Linked DNA regions of Mus musculus: all the other regions are linked to region 1. A link is a contact called in public HiChIP or PLAC-seq and promoter capture Hi-C data. All regions are on one chromosome and are shown on one strand. Each heading gives the region's core, a stretch centred on a gene start, on an enhancer-like site or on the middle of the called end of the contact. The rest is flanking DNA. Distances are from core to core; before and after follow the strand shown.

What was found. Promoter capture Hi-C pulls out the DNA fragments that hold promoters and counts their contacts. HiChIP or PLAC-seq counts read pairs in DNA pulled down with a chosen protein or histone mark.
Region 2: a contact with region 1 is called in an H3K4me3 HiChIP or PLAC-seq map of embryonic stem cells, with 9 times the contacts expected there. The contact joins the promoter of Pitx3 here to the promoter of Lbx1 in region 1. A contact is called at or near these places in 1 of 39 promoter capture datasets (pre-B cells), 5 of 484 Hi-C or Micro-C datasets (the N1E-115 cell line and embryonic stem cells), 1 of 115 datasets of contacts at active chromatin or transcription factors (embryonic stem cells) and 1 of 9 other capture datasets (embryonic stem cells).
Region 3: a contact with region 1 is called in a promoter capture Hi-C map of embryonic stem cells, with 4 times the contacts expected there. The contact joins the promoter of Ldb1 here to the promoter of Lbx1 in region 1. A contact is called at or near these places in 3 of 39 promoter capture datasets (embryonic stem cells, hippocampal neurons and pre-B cells), 5 of 484 Hi-C or Micro-C datasets (embryonic stem cells and myocytes) and 10 of 115 datasets of contacts at active chromatin or transcription factors (astrocytes, embryonic hindbrain, embryonic limb bud and 5 more).
Region 4: an H3K4me3 HiChIP or PLAC-seq map of bone marrow-derived macrophages shows a contact between it and region 1, with 3 times the contacts expected there. The contact joins the promoter of Sec31b here to the promoter of Lbx1 in region 1. A contact is called at or near these places in 3 of 39 promoter capture datasets (hippocampal neurons, liver and stem cell-derived epiblast-like cells) and 1 of 115 datasets of contacts at active chromatin or transcription factors (bone marrow-derived macrophages).
Region 5: a contact with region 1 is called in an H3K4me3 HiChIP or PLAC-seq map of embryonic forebrain, with 4 times the contacts expected there. The contact joins the promoter of Kcnip2 here to the promoter of Lbx1 in region 1. A contact is called at or near these places in 7 of 39 promoter capture datasets (the 3T3-L1 cell line, the SN4741 cell line, embryonic stem cells and 3 more), 3 of 15 datasets of contacts at CTCF or cohesin (embryonic stem cells, large pre-B cells and pro-B cells), 16 of 484 Hi-C or Micro-C datasets (B cells, the C10 cell line, the G1E-ER4 cell line and 4 more), 4 of 115 datasets of contacts at active chromatin or transcription factors (embryonic forebrain, embryonic hindbrain, embryonic stem cells and 1 more) and 3 of 9 other capture datasets (adipose tissue, embryonic stem cells and embryonic tail).

What each region holds. Positions count from the first base shown.
Region 1 is chr19:45,234,162-45,239,041 of GRCm38.p6, reverse strand. Lbx1 (ladybird homeobox 1) reads left to right here and starts at 2,201. Exons shown (of 3, transcript NM_010691.6): 1 at 2,201-2,411; 2 at 3,401-4,139; 3 at 4,785-4,880. The coding sequence starts at 3,815.
Region 2 is chr19:46,145,886-46,150,765 of GRCm38.p6, reverse strand. Pitx3 (paired-like homeodomain transcription factor 3) reads left to right here and starts at 2,441. Exons shown (of 4, transcript NM_008852.4): 1 at 2,441-2,565.
Region 3 is chr19:46,042,932-46,047,811 of GRCm38.p6, reverse strand. Ldb1 (LIM domain binding 1) reads left to right here and starts at 2,501. Exons shown (of 11, transcript NM_001113408.2): 1 at 2,501-2,982. The coding sequence starts at 2,958.
Region 4 is chr19:44,543,071-44,547,950 of GRCm38.p6, reverse strand. Sec31b (Sec31 homolog B (S. cerevisiae)) reads left to right here and starts at 2,103. Exons shown (of 26, transcript NM_001033343.1): 1 at 2,103-2,163; 2 at 4,139-4,250; 3 at 4,562-4,685. The coding sequence starts at 4,172.
Region 5 is chr19:45,813,419-45,818,298 of GRCm38.p6, reverse strand. It overlaps Kcnip2 (Kv channel-interacting protein 2), which reads left to right and starts at 2,236. Exons shown (of 10, transcript NM_145703.2): 1 at 2,236-2,568. The coding sequence starts at 2,496. It overlaps Armh3 (armadillo-like helical domain containing 3), which reads left to right. Exons shown (of 26, transcript NM_198296.2): 26 at 1-155.

The DNA of each region.
Region 1 (4,880 bases), core at 952-3,451:
CCTCTGGGGCAGCGGAGGAGATTTCAGGGTCCAGCTAAAAAGTCCCTGGGCGGGTGACTGGGGTGTGTGAGGAGTCCCGGGAGGGCGTGTGGATAGGAAGAGGAAGTCGGAACTTTGGCGACTGGGTTTCTTCCAATCCTCCCACTGAACTCTCTGATTCAGAAGCTTGCTCTCCTTTTTGATTCTTGTGATCTCTCAACTCCTCTGAGAGCACCGTCTGGCCCAGGGCCATTCCCCTCCACCTTGTACAATCATTTTGACCTTATTTGCTGTATGGGAACTCATCTGACATCTTTGATGGGTAAGAACTGGGTGTCTCCCAGGAGTGGGTAGATCCAGTTTGCTTGGAGTCCCCTGAATGAGGCTCTTGTACTCAAGGGTCCCAAACTCTGGCAGGAGAGAAGGGGAAGAGGAGGGGGAGTGTTATCACCAACTCAGAGTAGACACCATTGCTCTTCAGGAGGGGTACTAAAGACCAGTGGATTTGGGTTCCCAAGATTCTAGAAGACCCCAGGTGTACCACACAGCTTTTTTTTTTCTTGGGGGCTGGGAAGTTGAAGATAGGGTAGACTTTCAGGTTCAGGAAAAGGAGGCAGCCAGGGCAAGTAAATAGGTTTCAAGGTGGCCTGGACAACTAATCTGGGCAAAATGAACAGAAACATCAAAATGCCAGGTGGCACCACAGCTCCTTGCATGCTGAGCTCCTGGCTGAGGGGCTAACCAATTAGGCCAAAGAAGCAAAACCACAGGATAGGGCAAGGCAGGAAGGGGAGGTGCATGGAGGTAAAACAGCAAATGACTGTAGAACGTCAATGAAATTGACAAGATATGAACAAAGATCTCAGAGAGCATGGGTCTTTCTGCTCCCCAGTTCACATTCCACCCCTCTCGGCAGTTTCTCAGAAATCCTCAACTCTCCCTGTCTTCAGAAACTGGGAGGTGAGCCACAACGCTGGGCTTAACTTTAAGGTGTAGTCTTCATCAAGGGCCTGGTGTTATAACAGGGAAGGGCAGGATCCTGAAGGCAGGAAGTAGGGAGAGAGCAGATGTACCCTGTGCCCTCCTTCAAGGCTTCCCTGGCCCTTTCTCCCTCTTGTTCCTTCCACCAGTCCCTAGACCTTCCTGTTACAAGGCTTAGCACCTCCTGGGGCTTCCAGGGCATCAGGGATGACAGAGAGATTGGGAGGTGGGAGGCAGGAGATGCTGCTGCATCAGGACCTGGGATGGATCTGTGGCACTCAGGAAACTCCAGCCTCTACTATCAGCATTTCTGCCTCAGAGCACCCCCTACCTTCTCCCCACCTCCCGAAGATGCAGGGTGAAGTCTGGGAAGGAAGTAGAAAGATGGCTTCTAGCATTCCCAAGCAGGCCAGTTCCCCCATCACACTGGGAACTCCAGGTACAAATCCTTTTCTCTACTCCTCAAGGCTACAATGCCATGAATCCAAATGATTAAATAAATATCAGGCCCCTGCACCGAAGAAGCCTGTTCCAGTCCCCAGCCCAGCTAAGTCCCCCCCCCCCTCCCTCTCTGCCTATAGGGAGGATCCCATTCTTTCTGTCCCACTCCCTACCCTGGTCCACAAATTCTCCAGCTGCTCTTGAAACCTTTCTCTGACCCAAGTTGTGCTTCTGGAGTACACAGACCATCCAGGAGTTTACAAACAAAGCAAGTCTGATGTGTGCAGCTAGTGAAGGGAGAAGTATTCTTCCGTCTGGTTCCTACACCCTCTTACTTTCCTCCTTTTTCCAAGAGAAGAAGTGGAAAATCCGGGCCCAACATAAACCAGATGGAGTAGCAAGAGAGAAGAGGGCCCCAGAGCACAGCCCCACTGTCGCGTTTTAAGGGAAAAGAAAGGCATAGCTGAGACTCAAACCCGCCTAAATGCCCAGAGATCCATAAACGGTTAAAAAAAAGACACACGGAGTACCACACGCCAAAACACACGTTAAAAAAAAAGAAAGAAAGAAAGAAAGAAAGAAAGAAAGAAAGAAAGAAAGAAAGAAAAGAAAACCAAACATTTTCAAATAACGATGCACACAAAATGCTCGCCTAATATTCAGAGATTCCAGGCCCTGGGATCCACAACCAGATTCTCCGGCCTCGCTGCGAGTTTCTGAGAGCACAGCCCCAGCCCTGGCCCGGCCCCTTCCCGGCCCCCACCCCGCATCCGGAACAGCTGGAGTCGGGCCGTGCTGTACACTCAAGCCCTGTGCCCGGCTGGGCGGGGCGGGCAGCGGGGCCCCGGCCCTGGCCGGGGCAGAGAGCAGCGGGGAAGCCCGGAACCCGCCCGGGTAACCCCGACACCCGGCCGAGTTTCCGTCAGACGTCCGTCATCAGACATGTGGTGGCCCTAGCTTGCCCCGAGAGCCACGGCGGGAGGAAAGAGTGTGCAAGATTGCAGAAGGAGGTAGGGCGCCCGCCTCAGGCTCAGATCAGGGGAGAGGCGTGCAGAACAGCCAACTCCTCCCTCCGCCTCTTCGGGTGGGGAAGGCTGAGCCCTCCAATTGTTCCCCTCCCCCAGCCCTTAGGATCCCCACCTCTGTCCCGTGTCGCCCACCCAAGGCTGTGCAGCCCGCTCTGACCTCCTAGGGGCCAGCCCCCGGAGCCTTCAGCTTCTCCTTTTCTCGGGCTCACGGCCCAGGGCTGGGGTTGGGGGGTGGGGGGGAGAGACAAGAGTGTGTAAGAATAGGGACGCTGGCTTCTTGATCTGGGATCATCAAAGTCCACACTGGGTAGCAGCAGGACCCGCCTGGGCTCCAGTTCTTACCTGGCCCGCGCGGCGACCGCGTCACTCCGCGGCTGGGGATCCTGGTACCCTTCTCAAGCTTCCCAACTGCGGCTTGCAGAGCCTGAGATCTCCGGGCTGGTGCTGCCATCTCGGCCAGGCCGGCGGGAGACGGGTGTGCCCAGAGCACTGCTCTCAGTTTGGGGTGGGGGGTGGGGGGCGGTGGCTTTTTAGTCACCCCAGGTTCGGGAGCAATAAAGGCACCTCTAATGTAATTTACAAACATCTCGGGCCGAGCACGGCGTAGAGCCGGGACTGACAGGCGCATTAGGCAGGCTAATTCCAGCCGGCTCCTCCTACCCCGGCCCGCTAATTAATGAGCTTCCCAACTTAGAGCCGCCTGCATTGGACAGACAGAGAGTGAAAGAGAGGGCGAGGGAGAGGTAGAGAAGGAGAGGGACGGGGGGAGCAGAGTGGAGTGAAGAGAGGGAGGGAGGGAGGGAGAGAGAGAGAGAGGACAGGGAGGAGAGAGAACAGAGAGAAAGAAGGGAGAGGAGAAAGAAGGGAGAGCGAAGAAAGAGAAGTTCAGCTGCAGATAATTGATTACTCCTCGATCAAGGCTAACTTGTTAGCAATAGTCAATTGCCCCGTCTCTCCGCCTCCCCTCGCAGTCCGGGATCGGCGCCCTCGCCTCGGTTCTTCCAACTGCCGCCGCCAGGACCCCGGGCCAGGAGCCGCCGCGGCGGAGCCACCTGACACCTTTAAATAGCACCGGGGCTGGCGAAACTGGAGCCCGGCGCGGCGCTTCCCGGCTCCGGCCCGGGCTTGCTGGAAACCCCGGCGGTGGCGGCGGCGGCGGCGGTGGCAGTGGCGGCGCCCGCGTCAGCGCTTTCCTCCCGGGGCCCCGCGCCACTCCGCTCGCCCGGGTCGCCGCGCTAATCGGCCGCTTGCCCATCCGCGCCCTGCCCGGCGCGGCCTCCTGCCCGCCTCTCGCCTTCCTCTCGCACCGTCCAGCGTCCGAGCTGCCCGCGGGCTGGGTCCCCCCGGCCCGAGCCGCCCCGGCCGGGCCCCCAAACGAGGCCGAGATGACTTCCAAGGAGGACGGCAAGGCGGCGCCAGGGGAGGAGCGGCGACGCAGCCCTCTGGACCACCTGCCGCCGCCCGCCAACTCCAACAAGCCGCTGACGCCGTTCAGCATCGAGGACATCCTCAACAAGCCGTCCGTGCGGAGAAGTTACTCGCTGTGTGGGGCGGCGCACCTGCTGGCGGCCGCGGACAAGCACGCGCCGGGCGGCTTGCCCCTGGCGGGCCGCGCTCTGCTCTCGCAGACCTCGCCTCTCTGCGCCTTGGAGGAGCTCGCCAGCAAGACCTTTAAGGGGCTGGAGGTCAGCGTCCTGCAGGCAGCCGAAGGTAGGCACAAGTCTAGATTCCCCTGCGCCCAGTCGCCCACACGCAGTGTCCTGCCCTTCGTACCCCCTGCCTCTGCCCACGCCGGCTGCCAGGCCCCTCCAGTCCTGGCTTCTGCAGCTGAGACTGGGGACAGGGGCGCAGGAGCCTAGTTCCTAGGGACCTCTGAGGTGATCTGAGAGAGGTGTGAGAACCCAAGCTCTTCCCGGAGTCTGGCCGGCTACCTAGGCTTCCCGTCCGCTTGGACTCTCCTAGACTTACTCCTGGACTGGGAAGAGGGCGAAATTTTTTTTCCCCTGACAACTCCTGGGTAGGGTGGAGTCCGGCCATTGGAAAGGGGTGGAGAATCGGTGTTCACAACACATTTAGGGAGTCTCTGTGTGGTTTCCTTGCACTCTGTGAGACTTTAGCTCTTTCAGACCAACTGTTAGGGAGCAGAAATTAAAACATTTTTTTCCTAGGACTTTCAGGAGACCAGAGACAGGAGGTGTCCCATGGCCCAGTTTGCTCAGGTTTAGAGAGTGGAATCGAATTGGAGAAGAAACAAGAGCGGGACCCCGGGCCTGAGTCGGTTGGAGAGTTATGGGAGAGAGTCTGGGTGGGGTCTTGACTCTCTCGTCGCGAGCATACACTGTCATTTCTTTCCAGGCCGCGATGGGATGACCATCTTTGGGCAGAGGCAGACGCCCAAGAAACGGCGAAAATCACGCACGGCCTTCACCAACCACCAGATCTACGAGTTGG
Region 2 (4,880 bases), core at 1,192-3,691, 910 kb before region 1:
CTACCATGTCCAGCAAAGCAAACCTTTTCTAAGGCCATTGGAATGTGGCCTTGAAACAGGCACCCAAGGCATCCATAGGTTATGATCCTCTAATTTAAAAAACCATCAGAGCCAAATCCAATATGAAGAATCCCCCAACAACTCCCTGTGTCTATGCATTGGTCTTGGTCTCTAGGTCCAGCTAGGAACCTAAAGGAAGTCAGATGAAGATGATACGATCACCAAGGTATTTCATTCTATGATACCTCTGAGCCATTTTTCTCTTCGTTTGGTCTTTAGGGCTTCTCTCAGGTTGGAGAGCAAATAGGAAAACCCTGTAAGTAAACTAAAACTCCCTACTCTCCCCTCCCTATCTAGGTATGCCTCCAGACATTAGACATCTTAGAAGTATGTGATTATCAATTAAAGATGGAGAGAGAGACAGAGAGAAAGCAATCCCCAGCCCCTCACAGGTGCTACACATCATTTAACAGATAAAACAGGTTTTTTTTTTATTTATTTCAGTGCAACATTTATTGAGTTTCTTTTTCCTTCTCTCTCCAGCCCCTTTCGCTCCAGCCCAGAGATTTATTTATTTATTATATGTAAGTACACTGTAGCTGTCTTCAGACACACCAGAATCAGAGGGCATCAGATCCCATTACAGATGGTTGTGACCCACCATGTGGTTGCTGGGATTTGAACTCAGGACCTCTGGAAGAGCAGTCAGTGCGCTTAACCGCTGAGCCATCTCTCCAGCCCCCCATTTATTGAGTTTCTATATGCCTGTGAATAGAAAAAGAGGAAAGAAATGCTTCTTGTTCTCCTAAATTTTATTTTATACAAGTCAACACATCAGTTGATTCCTTCAATATGGAGGATGGAGTGATATCAAATCTATACATAAGGGGTCATGAGAGCAAGAAGCTACACCTTTGGCCAGCCTGGAAGTTCAGGCAAGGCTTCTCAGATAAAACAGAACCTAAGTGGAACTCAGAAATTAGGATCAGCAATATAACGACTGTTTTTGTTGTTGTTGTTGTTGTTTTTTGTTGTTGTTGTTGTTTTTTTTGTTTTTTGTTTTTGGTCAGGAAAAATTAGAGGTCGTTCAGGATGAACAAAACTGAAGATGAAGACAAATCAGGGCACTCAGTACAATGCACAGAGGTAGGATAATAGTTGAACGTTTAGGGCCAGCCAAAACCAGAGAGCTACAGAGCAAGACTCTATTGAAGGGGGGATTGGAAGTTCAGGTCCTGAAGATCAAATATGCCACATTAGGAAACTTTGACTTTCTCCTGAAGGCAGTAAAGAGAACTATCGTGCTTTAAAAATTGATACGTATGCTTAGATTCATCTTTGGAGCATACTGCACGGGGCTTAAGGACTCTCAGGGGCACTAAGTAACCCGCCTGTCATACTCCTTGGACACCTGTCCTGTCCCTTGCAAACACTTAATCCAAAAACGCCAACGCTACCCTTACCCACAGGACCAAATCTGTTGTCGTGGGAAACACGACACGGCTGAGGCCAGGAAAGCACAGCCCAGGCAAATTGATAACTGCAGCGTGAGAGGCCGAGTGCTCACACCTTTGAAGCACACAAGGCCAGACAGCCACTGGAAGCCAGGGAGGCATCGTTGTTACTTGTCCAAGGTCAGTGAGTGAGGGAAGATGCTGCTGTATACCACTTTGATTTCTCTCGTTCCAAATCCTGCTTTCTCCAAGTTATCTTCTTTAGGGGAGAAAAAAAAAAATAGAGATAGCTAAGGAGAGAAAGATAGGATGGAAAGGAGGGGTGGTCTTTAAAAAAGAAAGCCTTTCGAAGTGATAGAGTAGGGAGCAAAGCGGTGGTCAGAAGAAAAAAGGAAGGCGCACGAGGACTGGAATAGAGACAAAAGAGTGGAAAGACAGACAGCGACAAGTGGAGAAAATCGGCGAAACGAGCGGCAGCAAAGTGTGGGAGCTGAGACCCGACAGCCGGGTTCTCTGTCCCGCCTGACGGTCCTGCAGCCGTCTCCCCCGGCACTGCTTCTCGTGACTCCGGGGAGAGCCCAAGGCCTCAATTAGCCACAGTTCGGGCTGGACTCAGGGGCGACACGGACCACCGTACTTTTGCTAGCTTTGCCGAACCCGAGAGTCCCAGCTGGAGCGCAGTCCGGGCCACGTGGGGAGGGGGCGTTGCTCAGTGGATGGCAAACGCTTCTGATTGGCCATAGGGGCGGAGTTCTTGGCTGCCGGGTGGCAGGACCCCTCCCACTAAGGTGGGGCCTAAAGGTTCACAGCTGGAAAGGGAGGAGCAAGGGCGGCGCATCTGGAAAGGGGCGGGCCTGGGGCGCGCGGCATGCTGCGGCGGGCTGGGGGCGCCCTGGGTTGCCATAAAGTGAATGGGCGCCGGCGGGGGGTGGCACTGCACTGTGAGACTCACTCTCTCCTCCGCTAGCCTGGGAGAGCCCAGCGGAGCGGCCGCCCCAGAGCAGGGGGGCGGCCCCCACCCCGCAGGGTGCCTGGCCCCTGGCCCCTGCCTGCGCTCCAGAACGCCGCCGCCACAGCCACCACCCGGAGTCTGCCTGCTGCGGGACGCACTGTGAGTACTTGACCATGCAGGGAATAGGGGCTCAGGGGACCGAGGGACCAAGGCTGGTCCTGGGACTCCTAAAAGGAAACCTGGGGCGGTTGAACTCTGGTGTTTGGGGAATCGGTCAAAAGGGAAAAGGCGTATAGTAGCCCCGGGGCTGGGACATGGGAGAAGGGAAACTCTGAGGAAGGACGTGGGGGACTGAGAAGAGATTTAGGGGACTCAGAGAGAAGCCGAAGAACTGCACGAACCACAGAGTGGGTAGTCTGGAAACCTTTACCAGAGAGCACCTTGAAATCTAGGGGCAAGCGGCAAGGGCCAGAAGGTGATAAGGGTAGCCAACTGAGGAGAGGGCAGCGGTCGCTCAGCCTAAGGGCAACAGGCGGCTCGCAGCGCCACTTGGCCCAGGCTTAGACAGACTCCAGCGTCTGGAAGTAGGGGTGCGCGTAGTAGCTCATGCTTTCCTTCCCAGCTGCTCCGCAGTTGGAATTGGAGCCCTGTTGCGAGAGTCGCTACTGGGTCAGATGGCCGCTGCGAGCTACAGGGCCCAAGCTGCCAGCACAACGCGACACGACTGGCAGGTCTGTCGTGGGCCGTTTGGATCTGGAAGGGTCCAGATCTGGAGCCTCCTCGGAATCGGACAGAATGTCAGCGGCACGTGGGGTTTGGAACGGATAGAACGCTTGGGGCGGCAAAGTGGGTCTCTCTGGGGAGCAGACGATGTGTCCAGCAGTGGTGAACGGAATGTCCCTGGCCGACTGGCATGTCCACCTATCCGGCAGCGCCTGCCCAGCTGCGTTATGTGCCATGGGGTCGGCTCGGTGGGTCCCCTGAAATCCCAGCTCCCAGTTTTCAAACTTGATTTTGCCTCTCCTGCCCGTTTGGGCCTGAAAGGAGCTGGGAGAGTAAAGGGTGCAGCACGGCCTTGGGGCAGGGTTCCTCTGCAAGACAACCCCCGCTCCAGCTCAAAGAGATCAGGGCATCAGTAGACTTCCCCAATCCAAACTGAGGAAAGACTAAGCCCTACAAAGGGAAGACTAAGCTACAGGGTGCAGCAGCCGCAGGCCACTCACAAGCCTCCGAGGGGCTCAGTCCCCTCACAAACTCGAAGTCAACTGTTAGGCCTTCTTTCTTTCTTTCTAACCCTAATTCCAGTACAACTGACCGGATACCCTCAAATTCCTAGTCTGGTTGTTAGCCCACTCAAGGCTCCTTGACCAACTAAGAACCTTCCAGACAAGAAAATTTTAACCCTTTCACAAAGCAAAGCCTATGGTCTTGAGAAAGGGGCCGCTGAAATTCCGACTCTGTGGTCCCACGGGGTGCCTTTACTAGCCTCTCAGCCTGGCCAGGAAGAATGTCTCAGTTTGCTTTCTTTCTGGCTGAGGCTGATTCCTTTGGACCAATACAATGACCACACTCCCTGACCACCAACTCTAGCTAGAGCCCAGTTAGGCAGAAGAGGACAGAGCAAAGGGAACTCTGAATCTATTCTCGCAAACATGACAACTCAGCCAGGGGGTGAGTTTTCAGGAGGACTAACGCAAGGCACTGTTTAACAATGAGTTATCTTTTAAAGAAAGAAAGAAAGAAAGAAAGAAAGAAAGAAAGAAAGAAAGAAAGAGAGAGAGAGAGAGAGAGAGAGAGAGAGAGAGAGAAAGGAAGAAAGAAAGGGAGTGGGAGAGGAGGAGGCTACTTTTCTCATTCTCCACCCAAGAGTAAAATATAATTCTTATTTCTTACACGCCTACTTCCATTCCTCAGTCCTAAAGTTTTCTTAGGTACTGGCTAAGACCTTGTTCCTCATCTTTTATTTGTCCCTTGCTCTCCTTGATAAATAGAAAACCATGCCTCAACTGCTCCCATCTCATTATCATACAGGTCTCAGGGTTTTATGCTCCCGTTGCTTTGGGAAAAAAAAGAAAAAAAAATCACTGAAACTATCCAGGAAATGAAAGACTCCATGTTAGAGAAGAAAGAAAGAAGGCATTACAGCTGGTTCTTTGAAAACTCAAAGTTCTGCTTTCACCAAAGAGATGATAGATAGATAGATAGATAGATAGATAGATAGATAGATAGATAGATAGATAGATAACATCATAACAAAGATAACTAAAAAGAAAATCCGCCATTCTTGCATGAAACCATGTAGCCGAGTGTGTAACTGACCAGCAGCTCTTAGGGAAGATGTTACAGGCCTAGAGAAGTCAGAGAGTGGAGCTGGGAGTATAGCTTAGTGAGAAAGTATTTGCACAACATATCCAAGGTCCTGGGTTCCAGAGAGAAAAACAGAGACAGAGGCAGAGAGACAGACAGAGACAGAG
Region 3 (4,880 bases), core at 1,252-3,751, 810 kb before region 1:
TTTGAGTGTGATTCCACAGCACCTACCTAACAATGCAGATGTGGCCTTAAATGCCTGGAACCCCAGCGGTGGGGATGAACATAGCCTTGGGGCTCCACAGAGGTCAGGGTCAGCCAGCCTAGCCTAATCTGGGAGCCCTACAGCTCACTGTGTGATACTGGATTGTGTGGAAATTAAGATGGTTCCTGAGGAAGTACGCCAGAGGTTGACCTCTGACCTCTGCATGCACACATGAAACTATGCACAGATGTGGGCAGGCATCATTCACACCCAAATGTACAATGTCCTTATAAAGGAGACCACAGGTGTGAACACCCAGCACAGAGCCAGGTCCTTGTTCACTCCTGCAGTTTTATTTTTGTCTCCTTCCTTGCACCTATCTCCACCTCATCTCCGTCCTTGTATTTCACCTTCTACACCTCCAACGTAGAAGAATCTCTCATTCAAAAGGAAGGAAGACCTCTGTGGGGTATGAGAAAATCCCCACAGTCCACCAGGTAGGTGATCGGAATCACCTTGGAATCTGGTCTAGCTAGTTGTTTGGAATGAGTGGCCTTAGGGGCAAGTGGTCCCAGGACTGGGAGAAGGCACATTCACATTCATGGATGATAGAGATTAGGAGTCAAAAGGCTGAAAGATATCCCCCTTCCTCTGTATCAACTCACATTCAGCACCCTCTTGTCATCCTTGAAATAATCTTTACCAAAAAAAAAAAAAGGCATACTTGTACTAATGTCTAACCAGTAGTACTACATGGGGAGAGAGGCTATGCGGGGTACACATTGTCTGGTTCATATCTCATCCAGCTAATTACAGACGGTAAAGCTCAGGGTGGGGCTGTCGGCTGTCATACAGCTCAAGAGGGGTTGTGCAGGGATTCAAATCTGAGCATCCAGAACTCGGGGCTATTTGTTGCCTTAGGTCCTTAGGTCCTCTCCACTCCCTCTAGTGCTGACCTCTGAAAGAAAGTGGAAAGGAGATGGACTCTGGCAGAGGATGCTGCCAAGGAAATGCTGGTGTGTGGATGTCTTTTTTTTTTTTTTTTTGTCAAGTCCTTCTATGCCCTTGGTGGGGACGGGGACGACGGCAGGCGGCGTAATCCCGAGGAGCTCCCCATATTCTAAACACTGGGGGAGGGGTATTCTCATTCCTAGGCACGCCCTCCTTTCAATCATCAGACTCTACTACCATGGTCTCTTGCTCCTTAGCCAAAAAACAAAAACAAAAAAAAACAAAAAAAACCCCTAAGGTTGGGATATGTGGTCTCATGGCACCTTAACCTCCACCTTTGTAACTCTCCCCTGGACAGTCAAGCCAGCTGTGCAAACTCCTAAATCGGGGTAGGGAAATCAAACACCTTTTTCAAACAATCCCCATTTTAGCAACAAAGGGAAGAGGGAAGCCAGTGTAACCAGTCTAGTTCAGATACCTTAGACAGGGAATACCAGCCCCCAGAATCTACCCAGGGAATACACCACGAAGCTTAAGAGAAGCTAAGGCTTGGGGGACACCCCCCCCCCGAACTCCTTCTAGCAGCTCCCCTCCTCCCTGCTAATAGGTATTTCCTGTTTATGAGGCAGCTAGGGCTGGGCTTTGGAGAAGGGATGGAAGAGTTCTTCCCTTCCATGGGTTGGGTTGAGGAGTCCTTGAGGACTGCCTGAAGGTTGGGAGGGTTCTCCCTTTGGAAGATAGACTGACTGTCCAGGATGCCCCACCCCCAACCCTCCCCGCGGCCTCTGCCCCTATGGGTAGGGGGCACTGAAGGAGTAGGTTTCCTGTTCTCCACCTCCAAAACAGGGAGCTGCTTCCAGGGGGCGGAGGATGGGGGTGGGTGGGTAGAAGGCTCCAGGGCTGGAAGAAGAAAGTGGGGGAAGGGAAGTGTCTTAACTGGTGCGTCAGAGCCTGCAAGAGGAAAGGATGGCTTTGGTAGTGCTCCCCCCCTTCCCAGCCTAATGGTCATACCACAGCCCTTGTGTCCCCTTGCAAAATGCGGACCTCAGGCCCTTAGGCGGGGGAGGGTGGGGTCCCTTCTTAATTAACCCTTTTAGCTCTAGTCCCAACTGGTTTAGCAGGCATGGTCTGGTTAATTTAGAAAGGGGATGAGTCTAGGGGTTGCTCTGAGAATTAGGAGAGTGCTCCTTTTCCCACCCAGCTTCGGGTGGAGCGCGCCACACAGGGTCTCCGCAAAGAGCACAGGCAGGGGTCAGCGCCCCATCCCTCCCGGGGGTGGAGAGAGGGTACACCTCACTACCCACCCAGGCTCCGCCTCCCCCAATCCCCGCTCCCGCTCAGCCACGCTCCCAACCCCGCGCACCCGGAGGACGGACGCCGAGCGTGAGGCTTCGCCTCCTCCCGCTCCCCGGCGCCCGCCCTCGCCGGGGTCTCTGCCTCCGTCTCGTTTTTTAAGAGCTGCGTCACACGCATGCCGTTCCCGGGAGCGCTCCCTGCCCCTCGCCGCGCGGCGCACGCACGTCGCCGCTCGCGCCGCGCTCGCCCGGGTCACTTTGACACGGCTCTCCCCTCCCACTACCAGGACAATTAGCATATTAATAAAGCCCGGCCCAGCCCGACTCTGGCCGGAGAGCCGGCGCTTGCGAGAGGGAGAGGACGCGCGAACGAACGGGAGCGAGCGCGAGGGCGGCGGCGGGGAGGGCGGCGGGAGCGCACAGACACGCACACGCACACGCGCACACACGGACACACACTCCGGGGACGCACACCCGCGCGTACACACGCAGAGGCAGCTCGCCTTCCTGCCTGGCTTCCTTCCTGTCTGCTCCGCGCCTGACAGGCCCCTCGCTGCAGGCAGGGGCGGCCCGCACCGGGCAGAGGCCGGGCCGGGCCGGCGGCGCGGGCATCGGGGGCCGCGGGCGGCGGCAGCGGCTCATGCCCGGCCTGTCCCTGCGAGGGGCGGGCATCGTGACTCGGCTGGGCCCCCAGCGGCGGGCGATGTGAAGATGTCAGTGGGCTGTGCCTGTCCTGGTGAGTGGGTCTCGAGGCCGCCTGGCCCCTCCCTCCCTTTCGGCCCCCTAACCCCTGGTTTGGAGAGGATTTGTATGTGGGGGGCATCGAAGGCATGGTGGGGGTCGGGGGCTGTATAGAGTTAGAGGGGCCTCGATCGGGGCCGGGTTTTCTCATCTGTATAAATACGCAGCAGCCCAGCGGCACGGGAAGGGGGTGCTAAGGATGGCTTGTAATTTTTTTTTGAGGGGGGGGAGGCTAACTGGGGAGGGATGGGGGGGGACTGAAATTCCCAGAATTCCAGGGTGTTAGCCAATCAGAAGTGACTTTGGACTTTTGACCCCCCCCTCAGGTCATCGTAGAGTTCTGATTGGCTGATTTGGGTTTCCCCCCCTTCCCTGCTGTTTATTGCCTCTTACATATTTTGTGACATTCCCCCCCTCGGGCTGTTTCTTAGGATGCTGTTTGGGGGAGGAGTTGATTGGAGCCCATCTTACCCCCCTTTAACTTTTCCTGTCTGTTGCCAGGGTAGGTTGGCCCTCCTGAGGGACAAAAAGCACTCCTAGGGGGTGTCAGATAATTGGGCCCTTGGGTCTGCTATCTCAGTCTTCGTGGGAGGGGGAGTGTAGCAGTTCCAGGTAGGCCGTGAAGTTAAGAGTGGTTTGCAGATTCGAGTTGGGGGAGCAATGCTTGACACCCCCCCCCCAGTGAAAACTTGAGGACTCAAATTCAAATCACAACCCTCTCTAACAGGTATCAGAGCTTGCCAGGGAACACCTGTGTCTGAGAGTGCCTTGAGATTTTTCTTGTACGGTCGGGGTATAAGGCCACAAGTGCTAGGAGGGAACAGTTGAGCCATGTGATGGGAGAGGTTAGTCTAAAGAGAATCCCAGAATATAGTCGGTCCCCTTCCTTATAACTCTGTGTCCTCAAACTGGCCTTCCTTCCAGGATGGAGGCAGCTTTCTCTAGAAAGTCAGTGGTCAGTGTCCTGGGTCTAGCCTGGCTGGATCTCTTGCCCCTCTGTATGTCCTGTATTCTGAGAAGCCTAAACTTCAGAACTAGGAGCCCCCCCCCCCCCGCCGTATCCCCGCACCCCAACATTCATACAAATACACAATCCCCCCAGGGAAGCTGCTAGTGCAGAATCTTCTTTGGAAATCACGTGACTCTGGCCAAGTTGGACTGGGTTGGGCCCACACTTCAAGTGGCTGCTGTGGCTGACATTTTAGGGGCATAGGGCCCAGGAGGAGGAAAGCCTGAGGATCCTGGACTATCCGGGTGTGGGAATCCCTGGCTCCTGCTGCAGAGGGTGGAGAAGAGGAGGAGAGAAGAGCTTGCCAAGCTGGAATCCTGCCTAGCTTCATAGCCTTCCCACCAATTTGACTTGTGTGTTTGTGTATGTGTTTTCGCTTTTACAATTTGGCCAATGCTAGACAAGGTAGTTCATGCTCTTAGCCCACCGGTGGGTCATTTCCCTACAACGTGATGTATGAAGACCCAAAGTAAGGCAGGGCTTTAAACAAGCTAGTGGGCTGAAACTTATTTATTTTTTTCCCCTCGAAGACAGGGCTTCTCTGTGTAACAATCCTGGTTATCCTGGAACTTGCTCTGTAGACCAGGAACTGCAGGGCTCGAACTCAGAGATCCACCTGCCTCTGCCTCCTGAGTGCTGGGACTCAAGGCATGCGCCAACCACCACCTGGCCGAAACTTAAATTTTTATTCGTAGAGGTTTTATATGGAGAAGTTGCCAGGCTGGGGGAAGATGGGAGATTGGTCCTGGAATTGGGGCAACTACCTGCATGCATTAGTGGGAAGAGTCTTTGTGGCTGATATGGAGACAGGAAGAGGACCCATGCACAGAAGTGTGTGTGTAGGAGGACCCAAAACTCACGGTCTGTCTGTATGTCTGATAGCT
Region 4 (4,880 bases), core at 854-3,353, 690 kb after region 1:
TTCAGGTATACGAGCCTTTGGGAGCCATTCTTATTCAGACCATCACATCATTCAACTTAGATATGGGCTCCATTAGTGGATTATCTGGGCAGTTAAAAAGTGCAAAATTAGGGAGTGGAACTGAAAACGTTACTTTTTGAAGAATTCTTAGATTTATTGCGGGCTGCTGAGATGGCTCAGTTGGTAAAGATATGTGGTGAACACCTGATATCAATCTTTAGGCCCTACATGGTTGGAGGAGAAAATCCATTACTTCAAGGTGTCCTCTGACCTTTGCACATGTGCTATATATAGTGTGTGTGCATCCACACTTGCACACAGAATAAATGTCATTTTAAGAAGTTTTTTTTACAAAGATATACTCTTTAATCATCTCATTCTTAAATATTTATTTATTTATATGAATGTATATGGCTGTGTGCCACCAGGAAATGATGTTGGATATTCTGGGACTGGAGTTAGGCAGTTAGAAGCTGCAATGTGGGTGCTGGGACTTGAACCTTAGGACTTTAGTGCGATTTCTTTTGTGATGCTCCATCAGTGTGGTTGGTACTTCTGCTTTATTCCCTAATTTGGGAGTACTTTCCAAGGTTCAGCTGTGTGTGTGTGTGTGTGTGTGTGTGTGTGTGTGAGAGAGAGAGAGAGAGAGAGAGAGAGAGGAAGAGAGAGAATCTCCTGTAGCCCTGGGTGCCCTTGAACTTGCTGGGTAGCTTGGGTACCTGAAGATGACCTTGAACTTTTGACCCTCCACCCTGAAGCCACCACGACTACTGGTTTCTCTAGTGCTGGGAAATAAAACCAGGGTTTCAAGCCTTAGGGCAAGCAAGCACTCTCAGCCAATCCACACCTCTAGTTCCTAAGGCTCAGACCTTGTTCACTCCCCAACTCCACCCCCATCACCGGCTCACCTGTGATAGGACACTTAAAAAAAAAAAAAAGTTAAATGTTTAGTTGTAGCAAGAATGGTCCTGGCACAGATGGTGCCACACATGGGTGTCTATCTGGTTTCAGAACTGCCCATCAGATAATGGGCACCCCAGTTTCAGAGGTGACCCGGGTAGAACTCACCATGCATCAAGTGGCACTTTTGAACCAACTTGGGCATCTTCACCTGCCACAATTACCTCCACAGTTATCTCAACTTGAAAAGCATCTGTGATATCTTCACATTCTCTTTTCCTCTGCCTCAAGGTTTTAACTCTGTTATCAGCGACACCGGGTCTCCCTTGCTCTTGGGCCCCGGCTGTCTTGAATCCTTTCCTTTCTCAGTCAGGAGAGCCAGGGCAGCTCTCCTTCAGTCACCAGTATTAATCCTGACTTTCTTCACCGGTCCCTGGGCTGCTCTATTCCTCTTGTAATTGGGTCCCTGCCTTCCTCTCTTTTTTCTCCAAAGGGATCCATACTGCCAGATACAAAATACAATTGCCACTAGTGCCTCTGACCCAATAATTTTCAGTAATTCCCTGTTAACCGCAGAATTAATTGGTATTCCACAATTTATCTATCAGTACTTGTTCTTGATCAGTCTCTTTGACTTACTGTATGGGAAATGCCAGCATGCCCATTAGCTGCTTTGGCCCCCCTTTTTGCTGAAATATCACCTAGTGTTCTTTCAGCTCCAAGGAGTAATGCCCATGTCATGTGCCTGAAATCTTCCATGAAGTGCCTGGTTCACAGTTGTCTCTTTTTCCACACACAGCCGTTAATCAGTTTGTGGACACCCTCTACTAGTAGGCTCCAGTGTGCACCACTACTATTTACAACCTCGATTGCTTTTTAGCTAAATAGATCACACTGAGAGCTCATGGGCTTCCCTCACTTTAATAACTACATAATAAATTGAATTAGTGTTTTCCCTTTCTATACACAGGAGCCTGACTCAAATAGAATAGACTAGCATGTACTGGTGTGGGGGCTAGAACTGTGCAATCCCAGGGCAAGTGAGGCAGGCCCTGCTGGGAAACCTCTGCGCTATCGCTCTCGGTGCAGATTAGTGTTGAGGAGCTCAGCTAGGCGAGCAGAGGGAGTGGGTCGCCAGCTGTGGCCAGGGCAAATTGACTTTTGGCCCTCGGCAGCCGCCGTCCGCAGCGCGGTGCGCCCTTGGTTGGGACAGGACCGGCCCAGGCGGTCGCCTGTGACCCCTGACCTGGGCGCTCGGAACAGGTGGGTTTCCCCTGCGGGTCTGGGGTCCCGGAGCACCGCTCCTCCCACGGGAGGACGCCGGGGAGCTCGCCTTGACCACACCCGGGCTGCCACGCCTCTGGAGCACCAGTACGAATCCCCCCAGCTGGACCCGGTCCCGCTCCCCTTGCCACACAGTGTCCCCAACCCCGCCGAGGTCCAGCAGCGCTGCGCGCGCCTCCGACTGCCCCCCAAGCCTTGACTTGACCGGGCCCTCAGCCTGCACACTGTCGCGGTGCCCTGGCCAGTGGTAACTGACCGTCAAGCGCCTTGTATGGCAGTCAGCAGGCGAGAAGCCGTGTTGACCTTCTCCCTAAGGACTGGACTGCCAAGGGTCGTCCTCCCTGATAGTGGTTCCCCGACCCTATCAGCCCGCCACTGCTCTGGCTGTTCTGATCCTAACGAGGGTTTTTCTTATAAAATGATGCCTCAGAGCAAAGTGGATGAAAAGAGCATTTCTCAGCCGGGCGTGGTGGCGCACGCCTTTAATCCCAGCACTCGGGAGGCAGAAGCAGACGGATTTCTGAGTTCGAGGCCAGCCTGGTCTACAAAGTGAGTTCCAGGACAGCCAGGGCTATAAAGAGAAACCCTGTCTCGAAAAAAACCAAAAAAAAAAAAAAAAAAAAAAAGCATTTCTCCCGTCCTTCTGTCAATGGTTTAAGCACGTCATGAAAGCTTTGCTTAAATTAATATAATGGTTAAAAGCACGGGGTTTACATTGCGGCTTAGCCGGCTGTTTTCTATGTAAAACAAAGTAACAATTTATAGAAATTTCTAGTTGTGCCTGGCAAATGCGCTGTTGCTGGTCGCTGCGCTTCTGTACAGGATGGTTCTGACCAGCAGGTGGCACTGGTGACGAAATAGTGTAGTTCGCTGGTCACTGATAAAGCGGAGCTTCAGGAGTTTAGAAGCTCCCAGAAACAAGCTTAACTGACAGCCCCAAGCTTTTTTCAAGCTGGAAAGTACAATAGAGATTAAGTACTATTATCGCCTGCTTTTATAGGTGAGGCTGACCTGACTGGGTTGCTCAAGCAGGTCACAAATAGTTCTAAGTGTCCTTCTTTACCTTTCAGCCCTTTCGCTGGCCCGTGAGGATGAGACCTTGAGTATACATTAGAAGTGGAAATCACAGAGTTAAAATGAATGCGGTGTGGGGGCTTCACACTTGCCAAGTAGAGACAGGACGATCATTCTCAGTTACCTAGCAAGTTTGAGGCCAGTCTGGGCTACGGGAGACCATGCGCCCCCTCCCGCAAAAGGAAAGGGTCTGAAAAGATGGCTCTGTTGGTAAGAGCACCCGCTGGGTTCCCGGGGCGCTCACATTGTAGCTCACAGCCATCTGTAGCTCCAGTTCCAGGGGCTCCAACACTCTCTTCTGGCCTCTGAAGGCATTAGGTACCCGTGTGGTACACAGACATACATGCAGGCAACACACACACATATCTATGAATGTTATAATTTTAAATATATTAAGATAAGTTCTTACTTTGTATGTAGTCCACGCCAGGCTTGCCTGAACTTATGATTCTAATGCCTCAGCCTCTTGAATGCTTGGATCATAGATGTACATTATAGCTAGAAATATTTAATTATCCATTTCCCTTGGGAATTGGTACTCAGAGGACAGATGTGTGTCAATGACATAAATACAGGGTTCCCTGGCACAGATACAATATTTAAAACCAAGGGAATCAGGCAACGTCACTGAGAAATTACCTAGTTTGATGGTTATTGTCGGTAGAACTGTAGTAACCAATGTTGATTAAAGACCTTGGGAGTTTAGATAATCAGTTTTAGCCATTGGGTAAGCGAACTGTCAGATGAGCTTGTTTTTCTCATTCTGTTTTTTGCTGGACTACTTCATCTTGTAGAGAAGAGAGACCATCTCTGTGTCCACAGACGCTCCCTGGATCACTGGCCCTAAGATTTTTTTTTTAATTATTATTTCTATTTTTAGTGGGCCAAAGGTCATATATGTTTCCCGGAAACCATGAAGTTGAAAGAACTTGAGAAGCCAGCTGTCCAAGCGTGGAGCCCGGCCAGGCAGTACCCTGTGTATCTGGCCACAGGTACGATGACACGACAGACCAGGAGCTACTAGAAGTCAGCCATCAAAGGAAAACTCAGTATCTAGAATTCCTTAATGACCATGAGAGACAGCTGTAGGATTATGTCAGGTTGGGTACCTGGTAACAGCCTTGGACTAGGGCCTGAGGGCGGCACCTCATGCTTTCCTTGCGGTTACCTCTAGAGAAAAGGATGCTCCTATCTCTCTTCTGTTCTGTTTCCTCCCCGCTCCCTAACCTATTAGTACCCAGTATTTTCCCATGCATACATTGTTGCTCATTTGCTGCCTCTTCTTTCCTTTCCATGTGACTAGGAACATCTGCTCAGCAACTAGATGCCTCCTTTAGCACAAATGCCACCCTGGAAATATTTGAGATTGATTTCAGGGACCCTTCTCTGGACTTGAAACACAAAGGAATTCTTTCTGTCTCCAGCAGGTACTATGTTGGGTCTATGAGTGGGTATTCAGGTCAGACCCTGATGGATATACTGATAGAGGGTCCTAGGGGTGGTGTGTGCAATTCAGGGATCATGGGGGTGAGAAGTATGGGGAACAGGAGTTATGTTTCAGAGGAGGTCGTGCTGGTCAAAGGGACTTGAGAACTAACCACTTTCACCTTACTAGGCAGTGG
Region 5 (4,880 bases), core at 987-3,486, 580 kb before region 1:
TAGTTTTGGCACCAGGAGCACCTGTTCGCTTTCCCTTGCCTTCCCACGTTGACTCGTCAGCACAATAGGCCCACAACTTTAGCCTTGCCTTTTTAGTCTGTTTTAAACTGTCTTAAAGGAGCGCGTGTGAAATAAACATTGACAGGCTTTCTGGAGCCCTCAAGGTGCCTACTTTGCTGGTCCCCTTTCCAGCAGCTCCCCCTCCCCACCCACCCCTGCAGTGGGAGCCTAGATGAGCTCCTCCACGTGTTCCACCCCCTCACCCTGCTGTTGTTTACATTCAGCCTGCCTAAGAATTTCCTCTGGGGAGGAATCTGTTCCTGCTGTGGTCTGGTGCTGGCAGAGAACCTGCTGGGGGTGGGGTGCTGTTCATAGAGACAGGCTAGGTGAGCACCACGCCCCCAGCCTCCATCTTGTCTAGCCATATTCTAGCTGGGCCTTGGGCACATCCAACCTCCGTGAAGTTGGCCTGTGGATTCTATCATTGGATGGTCTCCATGGAACCACTGTAGGGTTTTCCCTTCCCCACAGCTCCCCCTGAAATAGCTGCTGCTCTAAGTCCCTCCGATGTAAAGCTTCGTAAAGTCCCAGGTTGGCAGGGGCAAACCGCACAGTGAGGACCTGAGGAGGCTGAGAGTAGGCCTGGGGCGTCCTGGGCTCCTGTGCATTCAGCATCCGTCTCTCTGGAATCCTTGCCCTCCCTGGAAGCCAGCCCTGACTGAGCAGAGGTGTGATCGTTCTCGAGAACCTGTTGGCACACTGACATGCATAGATGTAGAATCTTAAGCCATTGTAGGGTGGGTCATCTCTAATCACGGGTCCCCGGATGGATAACTTGACCTGAGGCTTTAGTGTTTCCCATGGTGATAAACCCCAGAGCAGCTGGAGCTGGAGCTGGTGGCAAATCAAAGCTATTAAAAGTTGATTTGTGTGTCTTTAGTGTCTCGTTAGTGTCTTTTCCCCTCGTCATCTCTTTGATGCAGGTATTGGTCCTGTGTCATAAAAGGACCTCTTGGCCTTGATAGAGGCCAGCTGAGTTCAGAGAACTGTGGTTTCCCTTGCCTTTGGGTGAAAGAAGGGAGTAATGTTATGAGCAGGTCCCTCCGGTTCCGTCTAGGACAAGCAGCCCTAAGCAAAGCTCTCCTTTTTTCCTGACTAGAAGCCCACCCTTGCCGGGTTCCTTCCTGTACACCTAAGACGTTTAGCCTGGAGTCTACAAATCAGCTTGGCTGGTGCCTCTGACAGCTCTGTGGAGGTTTCTGGGAGCGTTCCTTCCAGAGACAGGCCTCCTTAAGGCAGCTGCCTGTCCCAGCCTCATACAGGAACACCCGCCACAGTTCACTGACTCAAGTATTTGGAAAGTAAATCTGACTGAAAAGACTCAATGTGTTGAGGTACTTTAGCTGAGACCTTTGGTCTTAACAGGCCATTCCTGGAGACAAGAGGTGGAGAGAGAGGGAGCTGTGTGCCGGGCTGTGCAGGGCTGTTCCTCACTTCAGAAAATGAGGGAGACATCTCGTCTCGCTTCTGTATCACACTCGGATCCCCAAACCTTTCAGAAGCTCCCTAAATCTGCCGGGAAAACAAAGTCTAGAACAGCAGGTGGGGGGAGAGAAAGGGGCAAAAAAAAAGTTGACTTCTTTCTTTTGCCTTCCCAGTTGCCTGGGGAGGGGGGTGGGTAGGAAGAGTCATCAGATCTGGGAAGAGGGCATTCAGAAAGTGAGGCCCCCTCCGGAACTTGAGATAGACAAATGTACCCAGTGCCACCTGTGAGCCCGTGTCCAGAGGCTGGGTTGGTTGGCTCTGCATCCTCATTCCGCTAGAGAAGGGTGGCTGCTGATTAGGAACACGCAACTCTCGGCAGGAGGAACAACCGAGAATATAAGGCTGAGATGAGGAGCAGAGGGAACCAGGGACTCAGACATACCCCAGGCTCTGGCCCAGCTGTGCAGGACTGGCTGACTGGGGGGCGGAGGGAAAGAGGTGCCTGAGAATTGGAGGCGGGGTTTCTTCACAGCGGGGCTTTTCTGGCCCCCTCTTCTCGAAGCCCCGCAATTGTGGGTGGTGTAGATGGAGAGCTATTCTCCCTTCCGGCACTTTCCAGTTCACCCCTTCACCCGGTGCCTCCTCCGAGCTGCAGAGGGTGGGGGGCGGGGGTAGGGGGAGCCAATCCCGGCAGCGCCTAAGGGGGGAGGCGGCAGTGACAGCCGCGGGGAGGGGGCGGAGGAGAGGCGGCTGGGCTCAGGCTCGGCTCTCAGCTCCACGCTGCCTTCTGCTCCGCTCTCACTTGCTGCCCAAGGATCCTGCTCCTGCCCCGGGACTCTGAGGTGGGCCCTAAAATCCAGCGCTCCCCAGAGAAAAGCCTTGCCAGCCCCTACTCCCGGCCCCCAGCCCCAGCAGGTCGCTGCGCCGCCAGGGGGCACTGTGTGAGCGCCCTATCCTGGCCACCCGGCGCCCCCTCCCACGGCCCAGGCGGGAGCGGGGCGCCGGGGGCCATGCGGGGCCAAGGCCGAAAGGAGAGTTTGTCCGAATCCCGAGATTTGGACGGCTCCTATGACCAGCTTACGGGTGAGTAGGTGGCTCAGGGGTCCTGGGAGGGTGAGCAGACTCCATCCCCCTAGACCCTTCCATCTCTCTGCCCCCTGGCTTGGCCCTTATGCACACTCTGCCCCATTCCTGTGCACCTTGCAGGCTGGTCTAGGGAACAAGACCCTAGGATTTAAAGCTTTGGGTCCCTAGGGGGCTGAGGAAGAACAGGTGGGGCAGGTGTAGAGAGGCAGCAGGTGTAGGCGTGTGTGACACAGGGCTAGGAGTGTGTCTGGAGTGGGAGGTGTTACGTGCGGGAGCACCTGTCGTTCCTGTGTGTCTGTGTATGTATGTGCACCTCCCACAGCTGTTTGCCGTGTGCCTTGAGCGTTGGTGACAGCCGGGGTGAGTGTGTTTGCATGAGGCAGTGCGATTTTATGGGCTTGCCAGATGTTTGAGTGTGGTTGTGTAGGACCCCGGCTGCACTAGTGAAGTTTGTTCTAACCATATGTCTGTTACATGTTCAACTGTGTGCTTTGAATGATTCTGTGTGAAATGGCGTGTGACAACCAGAGTGGTGTCACTTGGTGGTGTTCTGTCCCTTAAGAAGACTTCTGGCATGAGTATTCATTAAAAGTGTTTGTGATTGTGGGGCTGTGGGTTGTTTCAGCATTTGGTGCTGTCCACTCTCAAGCATGATGCCTGCAGTGGGGGCCCCTGTGACTGTTAATGGCATTTCTGTCCTCTTTGCCTCTCTGTCTTCCGGGTGTTAGCAAGGGTCTTTCTTTAGTGCCCCCCATTTGCTCCCTCTATTTCCTGCAAAAAGCTCAAGGACCCAAAGAGAGACCCACCACCCTGGGGTTCTAGCCCTTGGCCCCTGTAGAGAGTCTTTGGTTAGTCCTGGGTTAGTTTCTACCCCGGAGGGTAATTACTCAGGTCATTCTGAGCATGCAAAGCTTCTTTAATTACCAGCAACCCTATTAGAACTTCATCTAAACCTCTTGCTTTCCTTCAGAATAAAGACAGAAACTATGGGCCTATGAAGTGTGGGAAGGCTCCCCTCCCCCCAACCCCTCCCACACCCGTCACTTTGTGGCCCACCTTGGGAGGGTCTATATGTGTGTGTAGAGTACTAAGCTTGGTAGGTAAATTCTGTTTATGTAAATGACTTTGTCACCTTTGTATATTTCCATATTTGTGTCTCGTTGTGTAGAACTCCTAAGAACTCCAACGAAGAGTAGGAGGGGGGCTGTCTGTCCAAAGACAGAAACAGCGATGGGCAAGTGGGGAAGACCATAATCCTTGCCCTTCTCAACAGAGTCAGGGCAGAACCTGGGAAGCAGTGAAGGGGACCAGGATCTAGTGCTCTGAGAATAAGTCTCAGCTACTGACTTTGGGATGACCCTAGTTGCAATGTCAGGACACCAGCGGTGTGTGAATGTGTGACCCCATTCTGCTCTGTGCCCGCCATCAATTCAGGATCCTTGAAAGCAGTAAGGGTCCAAGAGCCCCCATTAACATGCGATTAGTTAGTTTACTTCCTACACCATTCTCCCCTTTAGTGAAATATTCTCCTCGCTGGGCTACTCGATTTATTTATCGTGAGCGAGTGTTTTGCTGCATAGTCCTGGCCTTACTATGTAGCCTAGGCTGGACCCAAACCTTAACTTCTCCAGTCTTCACCATCCTTGCTGTAGATGGCTCTGCACGTGACTGGAGAGCACTATGGAGACCTCTCCTTTGTAAAGAGAGGCTTGTCTTGTGACTGGAGTCCTCTGATTGGAGCCCTAAGGAGGAGTCGTTGTCCACGGTGCTGAAGCGTGCTCCCGCCGCGCCCCCCCCCCCCTTCCTTCCCTATGCAAGTTGGATTCCTCAGTTGCATTTGGGATAGAGGAAGAGGCTGTATCCCTATCAACTTGGTTCATTATGCTGGCAGCAAAGTGGTCTTAAAGTTATTATTCGGAGCAACTTGGATACACCCCAACCATCGCAGTCTTATCCCAACCAAGCTCAAAGCAATTGGGAAAGACTTTCTTAGTAGGGGTAGGGTAGGATGTGCCCACCCCGTAACCCCCAATTCTTCGTATTCTTACCTGCCTGGGGGGGGGGGAGGGGGGCTGTTTGGCAGTGCTGCACAGCGGGGAAAGGCTGAATCAGCGCTCAGCAGCAACCCCATCTAAAGAGAGGCCTAAAAAGAACTGTCCAAGCTGAAATTGCGAGTTGGGTCCTGACTGGCCATGCCCCAGGGCCTGGGTCCAGGATCCCTGGAGTCTTGTTCCTTTGGCAATTAAAGTATCGTTCCTGGGGATGGAGCGCCCCCGTGTGGCCAAAGAGCCCTGTGTATGAAACTAATT